2 separate regions of the Ovis aries genome follow, and region 2 is linked to region 1. A link is a contact called in public Hi-C data. All regions are on one chromosome and are shown on one strand. The core of a region is the stretch at or near the end of the contact, and the rest is flanking DNA. Distances in the headings are between cores, read along the strand shown. Region 1 holds the start of NFE2L2 (NFE2 like bZIP transcription factor 2). Region 2 has its middle 42 kb from the start of HNRNPA3.

Region 1 (4,445 bases), core at 1,163-3,662:
AGAATGTAAAACTCTACTGCTCTTCATCAACACCTCCTTTGCACAAAGGGGGAAGAACTTTTACCCCCGTACCACCTCCTGCCTGGTGTTTCTTTGACAAGAGGTTAGAATCCACTTATGACTCTGTCCAAATCTTCCTGGACTACAAAGATTTAATATGAATCTTAGTTACAGGCATGACATTAACTCTAAATTTTATTCCATTTTCTTTTATACTCTTCGCATATGCAAACTGAGGTCTGATTACAAAGGGTGGAAAGGGAGTTACCTTAACAAACATAATTGGAAAGTTCACATTTAAAAGAAAAAGCAGTAAAGATGTTTACCCACTTTTGTATATGGAATGGTAAATTATATAGTTAAGAAAGAAATAAAAACTTCAGTAATATACCCCTCTAGGCTACATTCCTGAATCTGGGAAAACTAGAGTCCATTAGCATCATATATCCTTTGGTCATATAGATTATTAAAGAAATGGCTATAGGGACTGAACAGCAGCTGAATCGGAAAGCACAATTTATTTCTTCATATCGTGGGGAGGAAGGAACACAGTCTTAATCACTACTGGGGGAAAGTTCAAGACAACAGCTTCCAAGGGAAAAAAAAGGCACAATCACTACATTGTCAATATATCAAAACCTTACTTCAGGATTAGTCTAAAGCTTGATGTTTAAGAGCTTAAATATATTTACCGTTCCTATTAGGTTACACATTTCCTTGAACTAAATATTTTTCCAAAAAACGCATTCACACGCACAAATTGGAAATAAAACTATCTACTCCTTTAAAAAGTCCCTACAAAATATACACAGAAACTTGTTCCCACATTTGCGACATTTACAGAACTTGTTAGCGAAGTTTTATGAGACACAGCTGTCCCACCCTCTGCCCTCTCAAAAGCAACATACTAGGAAAGCAATTGAGGCAAATTCTCAAACAGAAAAGGAAAACTACATAAAGCACCCAAAAGAGAAACAATGTATGAAAGCGCAACATTTAGTAACAGCCTAAAAACAACAGAAATGCTAATCTACACTCGAAATTCTTACCCTTGACAGCAGAGAACAGAATATCCTGCCTTACACATTTTGGAATTGCAATTCCGAAACGCTAAATCCAAAGACAAAGCCGCCCTAGGGAAAATAACAATTGCGCAACAGATCAACAGCTCCAACTTGTCCCTTGGCCCCGGCGCGGCAAGGTTTGCACGCTACAAAGCAGGAAAGGGCCCACTGAGGGCCGCCGTGACAGCCAACCGGCCACTGTCACGGCGCCGGGACGACGCTCGCGGCGTGCGCCACCGGGAAGCACAGCGCCGGGATCGAGAAGCCCCGGGGAGCTGGGGTGGGGTGGGGGGCGAAGGCCCGTCGGACTTCAGAGTCCACCGCCCCACCCGCCCTTGCCGGCGTATTGCTAGGGGCCGACTCAGAGTTCTAAGAGCCCGAACCCTTCCCTCGGGGCGAGGCGGCGCGCAGGGCAGGGTTCGATCGCCGTACGTCGGGGAAACCGAGTGCGCTGGGCGCTTGGTGACCTCCTCCTGCCCCCACCCTGGGAGCTGGGCATTTTCGCCAAGCGGCCTCAGGGCGATCGCAAGGCTGGAGTGATTGATCACTCTGCCTAAGAGAACCCTCAGCAGGGTAAGAGCGCCGCGGCTCGCGCCCGCGGAGGTCTTGAGCAGAGGAGCAGCGGCAGAGGAGGGGTTCCGGGTCCCAGCCCGGAGACCTCAGTTCCCCCGAGAGTGGCCCCGTGACTAGGCACATTTTTGCCGGCTCCGAGGCGGGGGAGCCGCGCAGCCCCGGAAGGGCCGGGCCGCGCCGGCTCAGACCGCCAGTGTCCGCCCTCTCCTACCCGGTTGCCTCCCGGCCGCTCAAACTCGGAGAGGGGGCCGGCCGCGGCTCCAGCATCTCGGCTCCGGCGACCGGGGACGCGGTTAGAGACGCACTTCGCCCCCACGCGCGCTGGCGTAGCCCCCCAACCCCAACCCTACCGCCCTCGGGGGCTGCGGGCGCGTTGTCAGTCACACCATTCCCCGCGCCCCCATACCCCTCGCAGCCCTTGGGGTCGCCACTCCCCTCCCCCGGCCCCAGCTCAAGCGCGGCGGCTCTGGTGTGTGCGCGGCAGCTGCAGTCCGCTCCGGCCACAGACGGGGAAAGAGGCCGATGCGGCTGTCCCTCCCGGGCCGCGGCTCCCTCGCGCCCCTGCTCCCGTCCTGGCACCACCTGCTGGGACGGCAGTCCCGGCGGGGGCAGCTCCAAGTCCATCATGCTGAGCTGGGGACGGTGCTTTGAGGCTCCCCGACGGCGGCCCTGTTCCGGCTGCCGAGGCTTGGAGCGGACACGGCGGTACTGGTGGCGGCGGCGGCTCCTGGGGGATCCTAGGAACTCGCTTCTCCCTGACTTGGCCGGAGTCGCCGATCGGGCTCTTGTCCCGCTCCGCCTCCCGCCCCGCGAGGGCGGGGCGAGAGCCCAAGGCCCTTCCTTCCCCAGCCAGCCGCCCGGGCCGACCTTCCGAAAATCCCCCACCCTCGCCGGGCTGACGCAAGAAGCTGGCCGTCCTGGGGCGGGAAAGAGTTGCGGGCGGGGGTCTCAGGGGCGGCTGCGGGCAGGCAGAGTGCCGGAGGAAGGCCCCCGAAGCTCGCCTGCCTCCGCTGTCAGTTTGCCCTTCTAGCGAATACGGCCATCGCTCCCCGCCCGTGGGATTGAGTTGTTTGCCGAAGGTCGCTGGGGTTCGGGTGCTTTGAAACAGTTTAAACAGTTGAAACAAACATGCTTGGAGACTCGGCAAAGGCGATGGTATCGGAGCTGCGCCTCCCTGCTTTGGATTTGCAGAACCTTGCCCGGCTTTCTCTCTCCCCACCGCCCGAGAGTGGCGCCAGCCCGGGGGGTGGGGGCCGGAAGCCGGGACCTGGGCCCAGCTCACGGCGAGCTGCCCTCTCGCTCCGGCTCAGCCAGTGAGACTGGCCCGGGGGAAGAGTGGACCGCGCGGGGAGCTCGTGCTCGGTCACCCTGATCGCCCTCCACTTACTCCCACGCCTTGCACTCTGGCCAGGCTTCAGTCCCCGAGGGCGAATGGAGAAGTCTCTTTGGATCGGAGAGTGGTCGAGCTTGCCCATCCGGAGCATTCTCTTCCCACCAGAGTGCACACGCCACACCATAGATGGCGATTTTTAACCCTGTTCGATATTACAAACGTGTCATAACCTCTAGAAGTTTTCACGTACTCAAGATACGATTTTAAAAACAAAAACGCAAAAAACAAGTTATAAAACTGTGTAGTATGGACCCGTTCTGTGAAAGCATGTACCTAGAAAAAAAAAAGTTCTTCAAAATATTACTAGTAATATTAATAGTTGCAGGACCTTGAATGATTTTTATCTCTTTGTTACTTTAAGTATGTTTTAAATCTACGATAAATGTGTATTATTCACTGCACCTTAAAAACAATTATTTAAAAAGTAGTCAGTGCCCAGAGCAAACTTCAAGTACTTGAAAACAGGAATATTGTGAAATCTTATGATTTAAAAAAGAATAGAGAAATGGTTTAGTTTTGTTTTCTCTTATGCAACAGCACTCTTTCTAGCTCTTTAACAAGCCTGATTTTCAGTTTATCACTTCTTCGAATTATGCAAAACCAGGTGGAGTAGACAGTGTCTGGCACTGGTTTTACTATTTCATTCAAAAACCTGACGCCAAAAAAAGAAAAAGAAAACCATAAAAGCCTGACTACAGCAGACCAACGCCCCCAAAGCTGCAAAGAACTTACTTTCTCTTGGTTGCGTAATTTGACCCTCCCAGGACTTACCTGTTGATTTATATGTTGGAATATTTCTTAAGGTAAGTGAAGCCTAAATTAATTGCCTGTAATTGAAGTAAGTTTCTTCAATTTGAATTAAACTTTCAGCTGTTAAGTGAGAAGGCTGCAAAATGATCTGCACACTAACAACAAGCTCAGGAGAAGTGATTTACAGTGAACCTGACATGGAATATGCAGAGACATTATGAAATGACATTTCTGTGTCAAAGAATGGCACCAGAGTATATTGCTAACAATTCAAGTTACTTATTAAAATTAGTACATGGAGAAGGTAGACAGAGAGCACAGGAGGCAGGCAATAACAAAGTCATATACGACATGATGGCTGCCCTCCAGCGGCTTATAAAATTTGGTATTTCCTTGTTGGGCAACAAATTTCCGTTGAGTTTAGACTGAATAAAATAAACTTTACTTTTGCAAAACTGCAATTACTGGGAGTATATTATTTCAGGCACCTGCAGAGTACATATTTTCAAAGGGAGGAGGACAATACAATAAGAGTCTGAACATGTTTAAGAAAAATTAAGGAAACAGCTAAAAAAAAGCTGTTTGGCATTAAATGGGGATTCAGCACAAGAGGAGGAAACCCCAGTCTCAGACCACCCACATCAAGGAGGTTGCTGGTCTTTGCA
Region 2 (4,445 bases), core at 1,201-3,700, 88 kb before region 1:
TAATTTCTACTTTTATAATATCAAAAAGTAGTAAGAAATTAAATTCAAATGCTAAATCTTAAAATCTGTATGAATAAATTTCAAATTATGATGGAATGACATTTCAAAGCATTTACTTGGCACCATATGGGAAGTTACATAAGGATTATAATAAGCCTCAAAATATTTTAAGGCAACCATTTAACAGTTTTTAAGATAGACCTAATCACAAACTCAGCATTTAAAATAAGTACATACATACTCACATACTATGAAGATGTTTTAAGAGCACGTAAACTATCTTATCTTGTAACTCTCAAACTTTTATGACAATTAAATTCTATCATTCTTTTCCGTTTCAATTAATCTACTGTCATTGAAAGCTGCCCTGCTGCTCAGTCATGTCCAACTCTTTGCAACTCTATGGACTGTAGCCCTCCAGACTCCTCTGTACACGAGAGCATGAGATTCTCCAGGCAAGAATACTGGAGTGGGTTGCCATGCCCTCCTCCAGAGGACCTTTCCAACCTACGGACCCAACCTGGGTCTCCTGTGGCTCCTGAATTGCAGGTGGAGTCTTTACCACTGAGCCACCAGGGAAGCCCTATTATTAAAAGAGCCTTGTTTGTGTTAATTTTCTTTTACAAATCCTTTTCAGGTACTGATTTGAAGTGAAAGTCGCTCAGTTGTGTCCAATTCTTTACAACCCCATGGGCTATACAGTCCATGGAATTCACCAGGTGAGAATACTGGAGTAGGTAGCTATTCCCTTCTCTAGGCAATCTTTCCAACTCAGGAATCAAACCCAGGTCTCCCACACTGCAGACGGATTCTTTACCCCGAGTCACCAGGGAAGCCCACTGATTTGAAACTCGTATTCAATTATATAAACTCAACTTCCATCTCAAGAAAAAGATAAAAGAGACACAAAGGAGACCAGAACAACTAAAGATTTTAAGATTTTTAACCAGGGTCTTATTATTCACTAAAAGTTATAAGATGTTTAAAATCAAACAGAACACATCTACACTTTAACTTGACTAATAAGGTTAGGTAATTTTTAATATGAAATATGCAGCTTTTAGCAAAAGTATAAGCTTAAAATAGTAGCTTATGTAAATTTCCCAGAGCAAAACCATGACCAGCTATTTCACCATCTATCTCACATAGAGAAGATTTTAAGTATATCTCCCCAAAAGCACAGTAACATAAATTAGACTCCCAGGTAAGAGTGACAATTCTTCCTGCCTGAAACTTTCTCTAAATTATATCTGCCTTCCAAAAATATTACAAAAAATTGCAGATCAGATTATTATTATCTATAACTGATAGATACAGACATACAAATGACATTTAAAAAGGAAAGTTCTTCAAAAGCTTCAACTTGTTTTCATAGTAAATTTCACTTTGAATATTAGTACTAGTAATTGATTTTAGCAATCATAGAGTTATAAACAGTTTCTGCTATTTAATGAAAGAAATGTCTCAGCTTTAGACTTTATTTATTAGCATTTAAAGTCCCTCCATAACCCTAGTAAGATCAGTTATGGCCTAATTAAATGAGAAAAATGGCCTGCCAAAGATTCTTTGTTCTTAAAATAAATACTGCATGTTTTCAGTTTTCCTGCAAATCATCAGAACCTATTTCAACTGAAGAGCACACTGGGCTTCAAGACTAAATTTACTTCATGCAATCCAAATAAAGTGTCTTTTGCCTGGAATTTTTACATTTTTTCATGGTGTACCAGCTACAAGTATCATCTTAAGAGGTTTCTGCTTTATTAACCATTTGAGAGTTTTTCATCTTTGAGTTGTACCAGTATGAAGGTAGCAGAGCCTATTCACAGTAGAAATATTCGCTGCTTAAAAATGAACACAAATTTAGGCCTACAACGTGTCTGTTATCAGTGCTGTGTTTGTGGTGAAACTCCATAGTTAGTACGTGTTCTAATTATATACTCATTGGAGAAGGAAATGGCAGCCCACTCCACTGTTCCTGCCTGGAGAATCCCAGGGACGGGGGAGCCTGGTGGGCTGCCATCTATGGGGTCGCACAGAATCGGACACGACTGAAGCGACTTAGCAGCAGCATATACATATAAATGAAAAACAAAAGGCTAAACATCCAGTGGCAAAAGATTGAGCTGCTGCACCAACCTGGCAAGAGTACTTCAAATGAATGATCGCTTCTCAAACCCTTTGGAATAACGATTGCATTCATCTGGCTTTTCCTCTCTGAGCCCCTGCTCACCACTTTCCTCTCCTTTCAGCTGTAATCTGGTCTGCCCTACTCTGGCCACACTGCAATGATCCCCTGTTGTACTGACGGACGGCGGGGGGCGGGTGGGTGTCGGGACGGACCGCTGGGGAATGCGGAAGAATGATGGTTAAGGTGAGACAACAAGATGACAGCCGCTTCTCCAATTTGGGAGCGAACCACGCGTCTTCCCTATTCTACCACTAGCTGGCGCCAGAGCTCTAAAGATATATAGATGCATTGCGTCATAGCTTGCTAATTAACAAAGACGTTTTCAAACTGACCAGAGCTTTCCCAGGAAAATAGGAAATGATTTTAACTGTGAAAAGCAGTAACATAGGAGCTGCGATTCCGATTAAAATAACCCAATTTTATGCCTCCAAGCTATTGTCTTCAAAAAAAGAGAGATGCCTCATTAAACAATTGGTGGGTTGCTTTTTTTTTTTTCCCCCCTTATCCAAACAATAAACAGAGGGGAAGTCTTTTCCTTTACAAACTATTCACTATACACATAAAACTGTAAAATTTTCCGGTTATATAATGCTCTGTTAATCTAAATAAAGTGGCTTTTTTTTTTTTTACTATGCCTTTAGTCTAAGAGAGAAATGTCTGATACATCAGGGTCACACACAGAAAGGGACTTTACAGCTTTAGCTCCTAATTAACTCCTACATCTTCCTCTCTTGTAACTAGCTTCAAATTTCCACTTCCTGGCTCCAAGAGACCAGCTTTCAGTTACCTCATCCTGTGCTTCCAGACACTTCCATGGCTGCAGATCTGTCAGGAGGAACTGATCAGCCATCTAAACACACAATTGCTCATTTTAGGAAAACCAGCCCCTGGACAAAAGAACAGGAAACAGTATATTTGTTTGGTTCAGGACAGAAACTATAGATATGCAAATAAGATACGCTGAGATGTAGCTCTGGGTGGGACAAGTACTTGGAAAATTCAAAATATACGCTGCCTTGGAAAATATTTTTTCATTTGGAATGTTTCATATTCATATATATTCATTTTTGCAATTAGAAAAATGACAGACACAACTTATTTTGGCAAGAGAAGTTGAATTCAGACAAAACTACAGTGAAATGATGCAATTTCAAAAAGATACATAGTTTGACTTGTAAACATTTTGAAAGTGAAAGTGAAGTTGCTCAGTCGTGTCCGACTCTTTGTGACCCCGTGGACTGTAGCCCACCAGGCTCCTCTGTCCATGGGATTCTCCAGGCAAGAATACCTGAGTGGGTTAGGTAATATTCATTCAGGGCTTCCCTGATAGCTCAGATGGTAAAGAATCTGCCTACAGTGCAGGAGACCTGGGTTTGATTCCTGGGTCAGGAAGATCCTCTAAAGAAGGGAATGGCAACCCACCCCAGTATTCTTGCCTGGAGAATTCCATGGACAGAGAAGCCTGGCAGGCTACAGTCCATTGGGTAGCAAAGAATTGGACATGAATGAGCAACTATCAATCACTCACTCTGTACTTTTAAGCGAGTCCTTCCCCAAATCAAACATATACCTGTGGCACCTCACAGGGCCACAGACATAAATCCTTTCCTGAGCCGAGTTTTCCCTTAAGATAGCAGTGAATCATCGACCTTTAGTCTCCCAATAAGGTTCCAGAAATGAAACAGGACAGAATGTGGTCTCTAACACCAACCAATATTTGTGCTAATGATGTTTTGGTTTTCCAGTTGAAATCTTCATGAATGTTTTTCAAAGGACACCTGGCTGACTTTGATGCAGAAGGGAACATTCAGAAGGTGAAAATAAACTTTGAGGGACATGTCAGAAATTCTGTATAGCATGGGACTTCTGTTTTGATTCAGTGGCAAAGACTCCAACTTCCCAATGCCAGAAGCTGGGATTTGATCCCTGGTCAGGGAACTAGATCCCACATGCCACAGCTAAAACCTGGCACAGCCAAATAAATAAATAAATATTTTCTTTTAATTCTGTATAGCAAACACAATGGAAGAAGTGTGTGTACAGTGTAATGGAGGATCAGATTTAATCCTTTATCACTAGTATCACTTTGCTGGGCCCATCCAAGAGGCATAATGACAAGGAAACTTAGTAACCATAATTTGAAATGCCCTGATCTTCATGCTAACTACAGTTATCTTTTGTTACTTACTGGCTTTAACCTATAGATGGACTGCGTTGGTTGCTACTGAAACCAGAAGGTTCCTCGCAAAAGCCTAGT

The links. A called contact is a pair of places that touch in the nucleus more often than the background predicts.
Region 2: a contact with region 1 is called in a Hi-C map of hypothalamus, with 4 times the contacts expected there. The contact joins the enhancer-like site here to the promoter of NFE2L2 in region 1. A contact is called at or near these places in 2 of 16 Hi-C or Micro-C datasets (hypothalamus and tail adipose tissue).

Annotation. Positions count from the first base shown.
Region 1 is chr2:132,851,203-132,855,647 of ARS-UI_Ramb_v3.0, reverse strand. NFE2L2 (NFE2 like bZIP transcription factor 2) reads right to left here and starts at 2,412. Exons shown (of 5, transcript XM_015093345.4): 1 at 2,220-2,412. The coding sequence starts at 2,264. It overlaps LOC132659203 (a long non-coding RNA gene), which reads right to left and starts at 1,734. Exons shown (of 3, transcript XR_009599321.1): 1 at 1,497-1,734. It also overlaps the pseudogene LOC132659200.
Region 2 is chr2:132,938,831-132,943,275 of ARS-UI_Ramb_v3.0, reverse strand. No RefSeq gene overlaps it. Among named protein-coding and RNA genes, the nearest start is that of HNRNPA3, 42 kb to the right of the region's middle. Within about 2 kb of position 2,450, at least 17 of the 54 cell types and tissues checked have an H3K27ac peak or open chromatin away from gene starts, as enhancers often do. A contact at or near this core is called in hypothalamus, where this site is marked.